Regions from separate parts of the Macaca mulatta genome. Here region 2 is linked to region 1. A link is a contact called in public Hi-C data. All regions are on one chromosome and are shown on one strand. Each heading gives the region's core, a stretch centred on a gene start, on an enhancer-like site or on the middle of the called end of the contact. The rest is flanking DNA. Distances are from core to core; before and after follow the strand shown.

The links. A called contact is a pair of places that touch in the nucleus more often than the background predicts.
Region 2: a contact with region 1 is called in a Hi-C map of liver, with 4 times the contacts expected there. The contact joins the promoter of MAN1C1 here to the promoter of SELENON in region 1. A contact is called at or near these places in 7 of 14 Hi-C or Micro-C datasets (CD4 T cells, blood, fetal cortex germinal zone and 3 more).

Annotation. Positions count from the first base shown.
Region 1 is chr1:215,222,236-215,227,451 of T2T-MMU8v2.0, forward strand. SELENON (selenoprotein N) reads right to left here and starts at 3,864. Exons shown (of 12, transcript NM_001347992.2): 1 at 3,627-3,864; 2 at 2,880-2,997. The coding sequence starts at 3,809.
Region 2 is chr1:215,414,531-215,419,041 of T2T-MMU8v2.0, forward strand. MAN1C1 (mannosidase alpha class 1C member 1) reads right to left here and starts at 3,230. Exons shown (of 13, transcript XM_077968783.1): 1 at 3,161-3,230; 2 at 1,651-1,876.

The sequences.
Region 1 (5,216 bases), core at 2,614-5,113:
AAAAAAAAAAAAAAAGAAACCCCATCTCTACTAAAAATACCAAAATTAGCTGGGCATGGTGGTGCACACTGTCATCCCAGCTTACTCTGGGGGCTGAGACAGGAGAATCGCTTGAACCCAGGAGGCAGAGGTTGCAGTGAGAGTGAGCCGAGCACTCCAGCCTGGGAGACAGAATAAGACTCCGTCTCAGAAAAAAAACAAAAAACAAAAACAACACAATAATAATAATGATTCCCCCACCACCTAGCTGTATGATCTGGGGAAGGGACTTCACCTCTCTGAGCCTTTACTTTCTCATTTGTCAAATGGAGTTGGTAATAATGTTATTAATTATAATAATAATACTCAGCATTTTACAGCCCTTTGGCTTTTTAATGAAAACTTTTATTTCCTGACTTAAGAGTAACATTTGCCCATTATAGGCAATTTGTAAAAATTTTAAGGGATAAGGCAGAAAATTAAACACACTCATAACTCTACCAAATAGAACTAGTTGGCTCCATTTCCTGCTTGGATTTGATTTCCCCCCTTTGATTTCTCAAAACTTGGTCCGTTTTTGCATTCACAGCCTAGAGGTAATGGGGGGAATTCTTTCACCCTGCTGGAGAAAAAGATTTCTGTGCAAAAAATTAAAAGTGAGCCTCAAGCCCAGCAAGCTTTGCTAACATGTCATTATGAGAGAACTCTCACTCTGGCCACATAAAAGGACAAAGAGGTGGCTGTGCAAATGCTCAGAAGTGTATGCAAAATAAGAGGTACAGGCAAGGCCACAAGGAGACGACCTGCTTATCTGCCCATCTGCTTTCATGACAGAACTGCCTGCCACCGAGACATCGATACACATCCACTCCAGCTCATTAGCATTTTCCATCCAACCTTTCTCCTCTAGCAGCGATCACAGGTCACCGGGCCAGCACGGAGCCAACCTACCCAATACACCCCTGAAAAACAGCAGGCCCGTGACAGTGCTTTGGAGCTTATGCACCCGAAACAGCTAGCATGTCTCTTTTGCCTTTCCCATCGATGACTGATTTACACCAGGCAATCTGGGTAACAAGTAGGTGCCGAAGATCCTAAGTTCAAGAAATGTCACAAGAAGTTGGAAGAAAATGGACACAGAGGTTGAGGTGATGGTGGGGGCAGCGAGAAAAGCATTTTATAATTCATTAGAATGTTTCAGCCCCTCATCTTTTTTTTTTTTTTGAGACGTAGTCTCGCTCTGTCACCCAGGCTGGAGTGCAGTGGCGCGATCTTGGCTCACTACAAGCTCCGCCTCCTGGGTTCATGCCATTCTCCTGCCTCAGCCTTCAGCCCCTCATCTTTAACCAAATAAATAAATAAATAATCACTGACTGCACTAGGCAAAAATGATAGCAAGAATGGAATAGGAGACCGGACACAGTGGCTCATGCCTATAATCCCAGCACTTTGGGAGGCTGAGACAGGCAGATCACTTGAGGTCAGGAGTTCGAGACTAGCCTGGCTAACATGGCAAAACCCCATCTCTACTGAAAATACAAAATTAGCCCGGTGTGGTGGTAGGCGCCTGTAATCCCAGCTCCTGGGGCGGCTGAGGCAGGAGAATTGCTTGAACCAGGGAGGCAGAGGTTGCAGTGAGCTGAGATCGCGCCACTGCACTCCAGCCTGGGAGACACAGCAAGACTCCAGCTCAACAACAACAACAAAAAGAATGGAATAGGAATCTGAAAACACCTAAGCAGAGTTTCAGATTTAGTAATAATAGTTACAGCTCCTGGCTGGGCGCGGTGGTTCACACCTGTAATTCCAGCACTTTAGGAGGCCAAGGTAGAAGGATCGTTTGAGCCCAGGAGTTTGAGACCAGCCTAGGCAACGTAGTGAGACTATATCTCTACAAAAATAGAAAAATCAGCTGAGCATGACAGCACATGCCTGTGTCCGTTACTCAGGAGACTGAGGCAGGAGGATCAACTGAGCCAGGGAAGTTGAGGCTGCACTGAGCCGTGATTGCACCACTGCACTCCAGTCTGGGTGATAGAACAAGACCCTGTCTTAAAAAAAAAAAAAAAAAAAGTTGTAGCTGTCGTCTATTGGAAATCTGCATATTCATCACTGTGCATTTCTTTTCTCTACTCCTGAAACCTGTGAGCTGGTACAGGACCCTGGAGCCAGATGGCCCCAGTTCTAGCCCTGGCTCCCCACCTTTCTAGCTTGGGAAACTGGGGAGCCTGCCTGTGTCTTAGTCTCTCAAACTATTAAACATGGGGATCATGACAGTGTCCATCTCCCAGGGCTACGGTGAGGTGTAAAGAGAGAACCCACATGAACCACTTAAATGCCTGGCACGGAGGAGGTGGCCAAGGAATGTTTTTTTTGTTTTTTTGGTTTTGCTTTGTTTGTTTTGAGACAGGGTCTCACTCTGTCACCCAAGCTGGAGTGTAGTGGTGTGATGTCAACTCACTGCAACCTCTGCCTCATGGCCTCAAGTGATCCTCCCACCTCAGCCTCCCAAGTAGCTGGGACTACAGGCATGCGCCACCACACCCAGCTAATTTCTGTATTTTTGTAGGGATGGGGTTTTGCCATGTTGGCCAGGCTGGTCTTGAACTCCTGGGCTCAAGCAATCCTTCTGTCTCCCAAAGTGTTGAGATTATAGGTGTAAGCCACCTCGCAGACCAAAGAATGTTAACTGGTATTATTGTTCACAAGTCTGAGAAAAACAGGCTCAGGGGTTGAGGGGCAGCTAGTCCAAGCCTCCACCTACAAAGTGTCAGAGCTGTGAGGAGTCCAGGGCCTCTGAGACCCCAGGGGCTTCCCTCCACTCCAGACAGCCCCTCCTGCTCAGTGAAGACACCGTGGCCAAGGCGCCCTCCTCCCCAGCCGCCAGCCTCTCCTGGTACCTGTTAGCTTCTCAGCAATGGGTTTGAACTCCTCAGGGCTGATGTACATATCCCCGTCAGTGTCCAAGGAGGAAAAGAGAAAAAGGCCATCTGTCCCCAGGGTCTTCAGCGCTGATTCCTGCTTGGGAGGAGAGACTGGGCTGGGCACCAGTTGGTGGCCTCGTCTCCTGGTCCCCAACAAGCAGTTGCTTCCGGATGGTGGGAGCCCCTCCTCCCACCATCTTCCTGAGTCCTCCCAGGGCCTCCCGGTCCATCTGTGCAAATGTCGCCTCTGAACTGACCCCAGAGCCTCCAGTCCCTCCTGGTCCCTGCTTATCCACTGTTTGGTCCGACTGCCCCTCCCAATTTGTCCCCAGCCCGCCTTAGGCCTGGTCCTGGCTGCTTGGCCCTGTTCCTCCCGCACCTTCTGTCCTCTCCTGTGTCCCCTCCTCACTGTCCCAGGGCTCCCCAGTGCCCCTTGCAGACTCTGTGGGTCCCAGCTTCACTGTGTCCAGGTCACCCCTCTGGACAGACCCCTCCAGTCTGTCCCAGCTCTACAGTGACCTCCGTTCGCCTCCTCCCCATCAGTCCGGCCCCAGGCTCCCCCACCCGCCTCCCGTGTCCCCTCCTTCTCGTGCTCCCCCCATCCGGTCCCCCTCCGCCCCCCGCCTCCCCCGCCTCGTCCCTGCCCATGTTCCCCCTGCTGCCGAGGCTCGGCCCTTCAGTCCCCGCTCCCGCGCCCCCGCCCCGGCCTGCTCGGGCCCGGACCTGCCGCGCGGCCGCCTGGGCCTCGGCGTGGCGGGCGCAGACTCGGACGGCGGCGGCGGCGGCGGCGGCCAGCAGGGCTCCGAGCAGCGCCAGGGAGCGGGCGCGGCGGCGCGGTGGCGCGGGAGGCTGCGCGGCGGGGCCGGGGCTCGGCGACCCGGGTTGGCCCGGCCGGGCCCGGCCCATGGCTGCGGCTGGCGGCAGCTGCGGGCGGCCCCCGACGCGAAGGAGCGGGGCGGGGCCGGGGGCGGGGCGGCCGGGGCGGGGCGGGGCGGTGGCAGGGACCCTGCGGGGGTCGCTGGGTCCCGGCTTCGCGGCACGGTCCGCACCCAGGGCGGGGTTGGCTACACCGGAGCGCCCAGAGGGGCTGAGCGCGTCTATGCGGTAGGGTCTGTAGTCGCGACCACCCCAGCCTCCCCAGGCCGCTTCCTGCCTCTCCGCGCCCCTTCCTATGCTTCCGTTCCCAAAGCTAAGCCAGGCCTCTGCGGCCCACTTGCCTGGCCCAACCCGGAGAGCGATTGCAGGCAGGGGACTGGGACAAAGAAGGGACTGGGGCCAGAGGCTGGGGAGAAGTCACACACCCTGTGCTCTCCTGGAGAAGGGGCGTCGAGGGCCACTGAGGCCTCGTGTCCACCTCTGCTGGCAGCCGTGTACGAGGCCAGAGACTGCTGAGGGGCATCCGTCCATCCTTACCTACAAGTTTTCTAAAAGTTCCTCTGTCATCTACAGCAAGACAAATTAAAAAGCAAGCCCAGCCCGTGTTCCCCTCATGTGCAGTTGGGGGGCCACCTTCGCAGATGCATGGGTTATGGGGATTGGCCTTGTTCCAGGCATAGCAGGTGCTGCTCTGAACTTGCACTTCTCTGGGCCCAAATTTCCTCATCTCCAGCAAGGAGGTAAAAGAGCTCCCCGACCCCCACCCTCCGAGCTCTGGCCTGGTGAGGGGAAGGCGAGGCTGTAGCCCCTCAGCAGCTGGAGCTACCAGAGGCCCTGGCTTTTCTGGAGAACAGCACGTGGCATGCTTGGAGGAGAGCCTTGGAAATAGAGGTGGGTGGAGTTGAGGACATATTTTAATGCCTGTCAATCCCCAGGAGCCTTGGTTCCTTGGGGCTCTCTTCCATTCTTTCAAAGCCCCCAGTTGCCCCGGGTGGCTCTACCTGCATTTTCTCAGACAAGGGTGGCAGCTACAGAAGCCTCTAGGCAAGAACTCTGAGCCCAGAGGTGAGCAGTGCCTGCCCTTGCGGAGCCCCACCAGCCCTCCAGCGCAGGGGCACTTGTTAGGCCTGAGGGATCCAAAGGATGCTGAGCTCCGCCTATGTGCTGGACTTGGGGCGGGGTGATTTACACTCTCACTCTGTTCTCAAGCCACCTTGTGAGGCAGAGGCTGCTTGCCTGGTTTTCAAATGAAGAAGCCTGAGCTCTGGCACCCAGGTCTACCTGGGTCCAAATCTGCCATCCTGCCTCCCGGGCTTCCCAGGGGATGGCCCAGTCAACTGAGTTGGGGGTGGGGTCCTGCCTCCACTGCCCATTCTGTTCTTTGGTAGCCAGCCATGGCAGCGCCAGGTGAGGCCTTCCCAGTGCCCATGCAGGGCG
Region 2 (4,511 bases), core at 1,980-4,479, 190 kb after region 1:
CCCTTTGGGCAGTTTGAAAATCCGATAGCACCTCTGGATGCCCCATGAAAAACAGCATGCATGGAATTTATATGTAATTTCCCGGGGGTCACTGCCCTCCTAGGAGGCCAAGAGGGGCAAAAAGAGCCACTGTGCTCAGAAGCAGCTTTGAGAAAGAGCTATGGGTGGTGCTTTTGAGTATTCAACAGCTTAGTTCCTTAACAAGAAAGGGAGAAATTAATGCCCCTTACTTAGCTACTGCAAGTTCCAGCTTTCAATCAACCTGAGATTTCAACAGGAATCTGGAAACTGAGAGCACACAAACATGCACACACACACATACACACCAAGCACTCACTCAGCTTCCTTGTGGCTTCCTATTGTAACTTCACAAAATATCCTGTGATTGCTAGTTAAGTCTCCAAACAAAGTAACAGCAGAGATAAAAAGTGGAAGAGAGGTGGGTGCTGGAAGGGAGAATAGTTCAGACAAGGAGAAGGGGATAATCTGGCTAAGCTCTCCATCGGCTCTGAGCAGGTCTTGACAGAGCAGGTCCTGATCCTTGCTGCCTGCTCTTCCTGGAAATCAGGGCCGACCTGCTGACTTCTTTGCAGCAAATCAAAAGTCCAGGCAAAAGCAGCCCTTTCTTTCCTTTGAGTCCATGGGGAGGGGAGAGCATCTAGGGAGGAGAGCATCTACGGAGGAGACCCTGGCCCACAGCTTGCCCACGGCCCCCTCGTGGCCTGGGGGTGTCACTGCAGCCCCCTCTGCATTGCTGGGCACCATCCGCACGCAGGCAGTTCTAACAGTGGTCCAGCAGAATATTTAGTCAGCAGTAGCAAACTGGCAACTGTCTTCAAGCCTTGTGAGGCTTGTGTTTGCTTCTGATTTCTTAAACTAAGATTCAGACTTAAAGTGATCCTTCTAAATCCCTCCTCGTACAATCCCTACAGGGAACCAGCTCAAGACCTGCTTCATTAAGCCAATAACCTCGGAGCTTCCGTAACATGACCACTGCTTTATCATCTCTTCCTGCATCACATGCAATTATGTACAATCGTGTACAATTGTTCCAAAGCTCAATAGAAACAGAATGCACAATATCCTCTGGTTTGTAGGTTGCTTACTAGATTACAAAATATTTGCAGGACACCAAATATCCCCTTAAATCCTGGGTTTTCAGGTAAGCAGGTCCTACAGGGGTTTTGGACTTAAGATTACACAGTGAAAAAGAATGGAACCAGTGACTCTGTGTCCATAAATGCAAAAAGCGGGTGCACTGAGAAACCTGAACTCCTCTCTCATTAGCAACTCCGCAAAGGGAAGGAGTGGGGCTCACTGGGGCTGGAGGTTGGACAGGACAGACCAGAGTCTGGGAGTGAGGGGGCAGTTGGTCTAGGGGTTCAGCTGCCATCTGTCATGGTGGGGACGATTCACTGACCCGAGTGGTGGGAAACTGTGTAGGGAGGAGAGAAGGTGGGACACTTGGGAGGAAAGGGGAAGGTGCAAAGTGTAGTCTGCAGGGCCATAAGTAGACCCGGGACCAGGAGTGACTGAGGCAAGGGAAAGGGGTGGGAGCACCGGGACCAGGAGTGACTGAGGCAAGGGAAAGAGGATCTTCTCCTTAGTGGGGGCAATTGGTGGGAAGAATTGTGGGGACTGAGTTCATACCTCCTTGACTTTCTCCCGCTGGGCTCGCACTCGGCTCTGGGGCTCCTGACTCTCATCCGCCCTCGTTCCCAGGACCGGGTGGCGGAGGCGGCTCCGGAATGCGTTGAAGTCAAAGTGGAAAGAGATGCCCTCGTCCCCGGGCCTGGAGGCCGGGATGCTATTGCCCCGGGCCGCCGTGGCCTCCTCGCGGGGCCCGGTGGGGCGGGTGCGCCGCAGCCCCCCTTTCCTGCGGCGGGGACTGGCCCGGCTGCTGGGGTCATCCTCGCCCGGGGCCGGCGCGGCAGGGGCCGGGTTGGGAGGCGGCTCCTGCTCGCGGGCTGGGGCATGGCCGGCGATTTCGGCCACCACCTCCAGGCCAGGCTGCTGGGTCCGGGGGGCCAGGAAGAGGCGCTTGAGGCGAGAGGAGTGGGGCAGCAGGAAGAGGGCCCCGAAGCACAGGGTGACGAGGCCCGAGAGGAAGAGGAGGAAGAGGAACTTCTGCGGCAGCCGCAGCCCCCACGGGGAGGCCGGGACGAAGCCGGGCACTTTCCTCATGAGCATCTTGGCCGGGCCGGGGGCTCCAGAGGCCCTCGGAGTCCAGGCACGTGTCTGCGGGGCCGCGGTGAGGAGAGGGCGTCCGGAGCGCCGCCCGGGATGGGGATCCCTGGGCAGGGCTGCCAACCCTGAGAGTTTCGCCGCTTCGGGGGACTGTCCCCGAAGTTCAGGGAGTTTGGAGTGAGTCCTCCCGCGAGGAGGCGGGGGCGCAGCGGCCTCGGCGGGGCCCGGGCGAGCGGAGCGGCACGGCTCGGGGCCCGGGCCCGCAGCGACCGGCCGCGCGCCGCAGCCTCCCCTCCGGCCGAGCCCTCCCCGCCGCGCCGGGGCCCGCGCCTTCCCGCGCTGCGGCCTCCGGGGCCGTCACATGCCGTCCGCGGCGTCCCGGCTGTCCGCGCCGAGGGGCGCCCGCAGGCCCGCACCGAGCCGCCCTCCGCCCCCCGGGCTCCCGCCTGCGCTGGTCGGCGCCCAAAGTTTCAGCTTCAGAAGCAGTTTCCGGAGGGGACCGAGGTGATGGGGGGCTGGCGTGTCAGCGCCGCCCCGAGCGCGCGCACACCCAGCCCGGTCGCGACAGCGCCCGGTTCGACTATCGGGACACGTCCACAACTTTCTCCGCCGCCGAGCGGGCGCCGGGAGCGGCCAGGGAGCAGGAGAAGGCACTTCCGAGCCTGCGGGGGTAGGGGGCTTCCCCGGACCCCCGAGAGCGCAGGGATGCCCGAGTCCGGAGCCGCGGCTGAGCGGCTGCAGCTGCGCCCGGGAGCGCGGGCTCCCGCCCCTCCAACTCGGTAGGGCGCGGGGCTCCCGCTGGGATCACCTGTTCCCGGCCCCGCCGGCTCCGCGGAGCGCGCAGCCCCGGCCGCGCCTCCCCCGCTGCAGCTGTCGTCCTCGCAGCGACCGCTCCAGACGGGCCGCCGCCGCCGAGCCTGCGCCCCACACGCGCGCACAGCCGCCGGGCAGCCTCCGCCGCCGTCCCCGCCGCCGCCGCCGCTCCGGCTTTCACTGCGACAGCGCTCGCCGCCCCGCCTCCTGCCGCTCGCCAGCCACGCCCGCCGGCCACGCCCACGCGCGCGCCCCGCGCCCCCTCCCGCCGCCGCCGCGCCGCAGAGGGGCTGAGGGCCGCGCGTCCGGGGGCGGGGCAGAGGCAGAGCGCGGGCGGGAGCGCAGCCCGGCTCCAAGCCCCGCCCTCCCCCAAAGGCCGGCGTCGCGCGCACCCCCGATCCCGCCGGCGCCAATGGTCCAGCGGCGGGGGGCTGGCGAGGGCGGGGGCGGAGAGCGCAGCGAGGGCATTGGCTGCATCCGAGGGATCCCCGTTGGGCCACAGTCGCCTATTGGTTACTGCCCAGTCTTCGCTGGACCCCGAGCGACCGAGACCACCCCTCAACCCGCCCGCGAGGCTCGGGTTGGTGGCCCCCGGAAGCGGGCCGGAGACAGTGCTGCTCTGGAGGGCTGTGCCCGTCGCTGGGTGACCTCTTTCGCCCCCCAGTGTCAGTCCGGAGTTGTCAGGGAGCTGGCAGCCCGCGCCCTGGCGGCTGCCCCGGGCTTCTCAGCGCTAACGCCGAGCCGCGGCGATGCTGTTCGTGGCTGGAGCCAAGCCAGAGAGCTGTGACCGCGGCGGGGTCGGCGGAGGCGGTGTTTCCACTAACCCCCCGCAGACCACTGCGTGCCTTCCTTTTCCTACAACCCTAAACGGGGCCAGGGCCCCTGGGTGGAGCAGGGAGGGAGCCTGACCGCAGCCTTGAGAAGCAGCGAAAGGAAGAGCGCCCCGAGCGTGTCTACAGTAGACCACACACATCATGTGACGGACGTGTACCTTGATGCCTACGTGTGTTTATATGCACATGTGTGCGTCTGGGCATAGATCCATATGCACACAGAGACTGGCATGTGGGTGTGTACATGCACTCAAACATACACTTAATTTGGGTATGGACACCCAAGTGATTATACCACAGTATGCATAGACATATATGCAAATTAGCACAAACATGGACATGTGCACCCGCATACCCACATTCAGGCAACAGATACCTCCAAAAACAGCCGGGCATCAACTCCCAGACACGCGTGTCCTCAACCGCAAGGCCGTCACACCTTCCTCCTTGGACTTAGTCTCTGCATCTTCCCTTCCTGTTAAACCTAACCCAGGGTGAAGCAACATTGTGCTGTGTGGGTCTTTCATGCAAAACACTTTATAGAGACAAATAACAGCAGAGGGAGAGACAAATTAAGAGGTTTGTAATAGGCAAGAGGGAAAATATCTACTTTCAACTGCCATTTAAAATGAAATGCAGCGTTGACGAGACAGAAAATACTGCAGGGAAGCCTTTCCC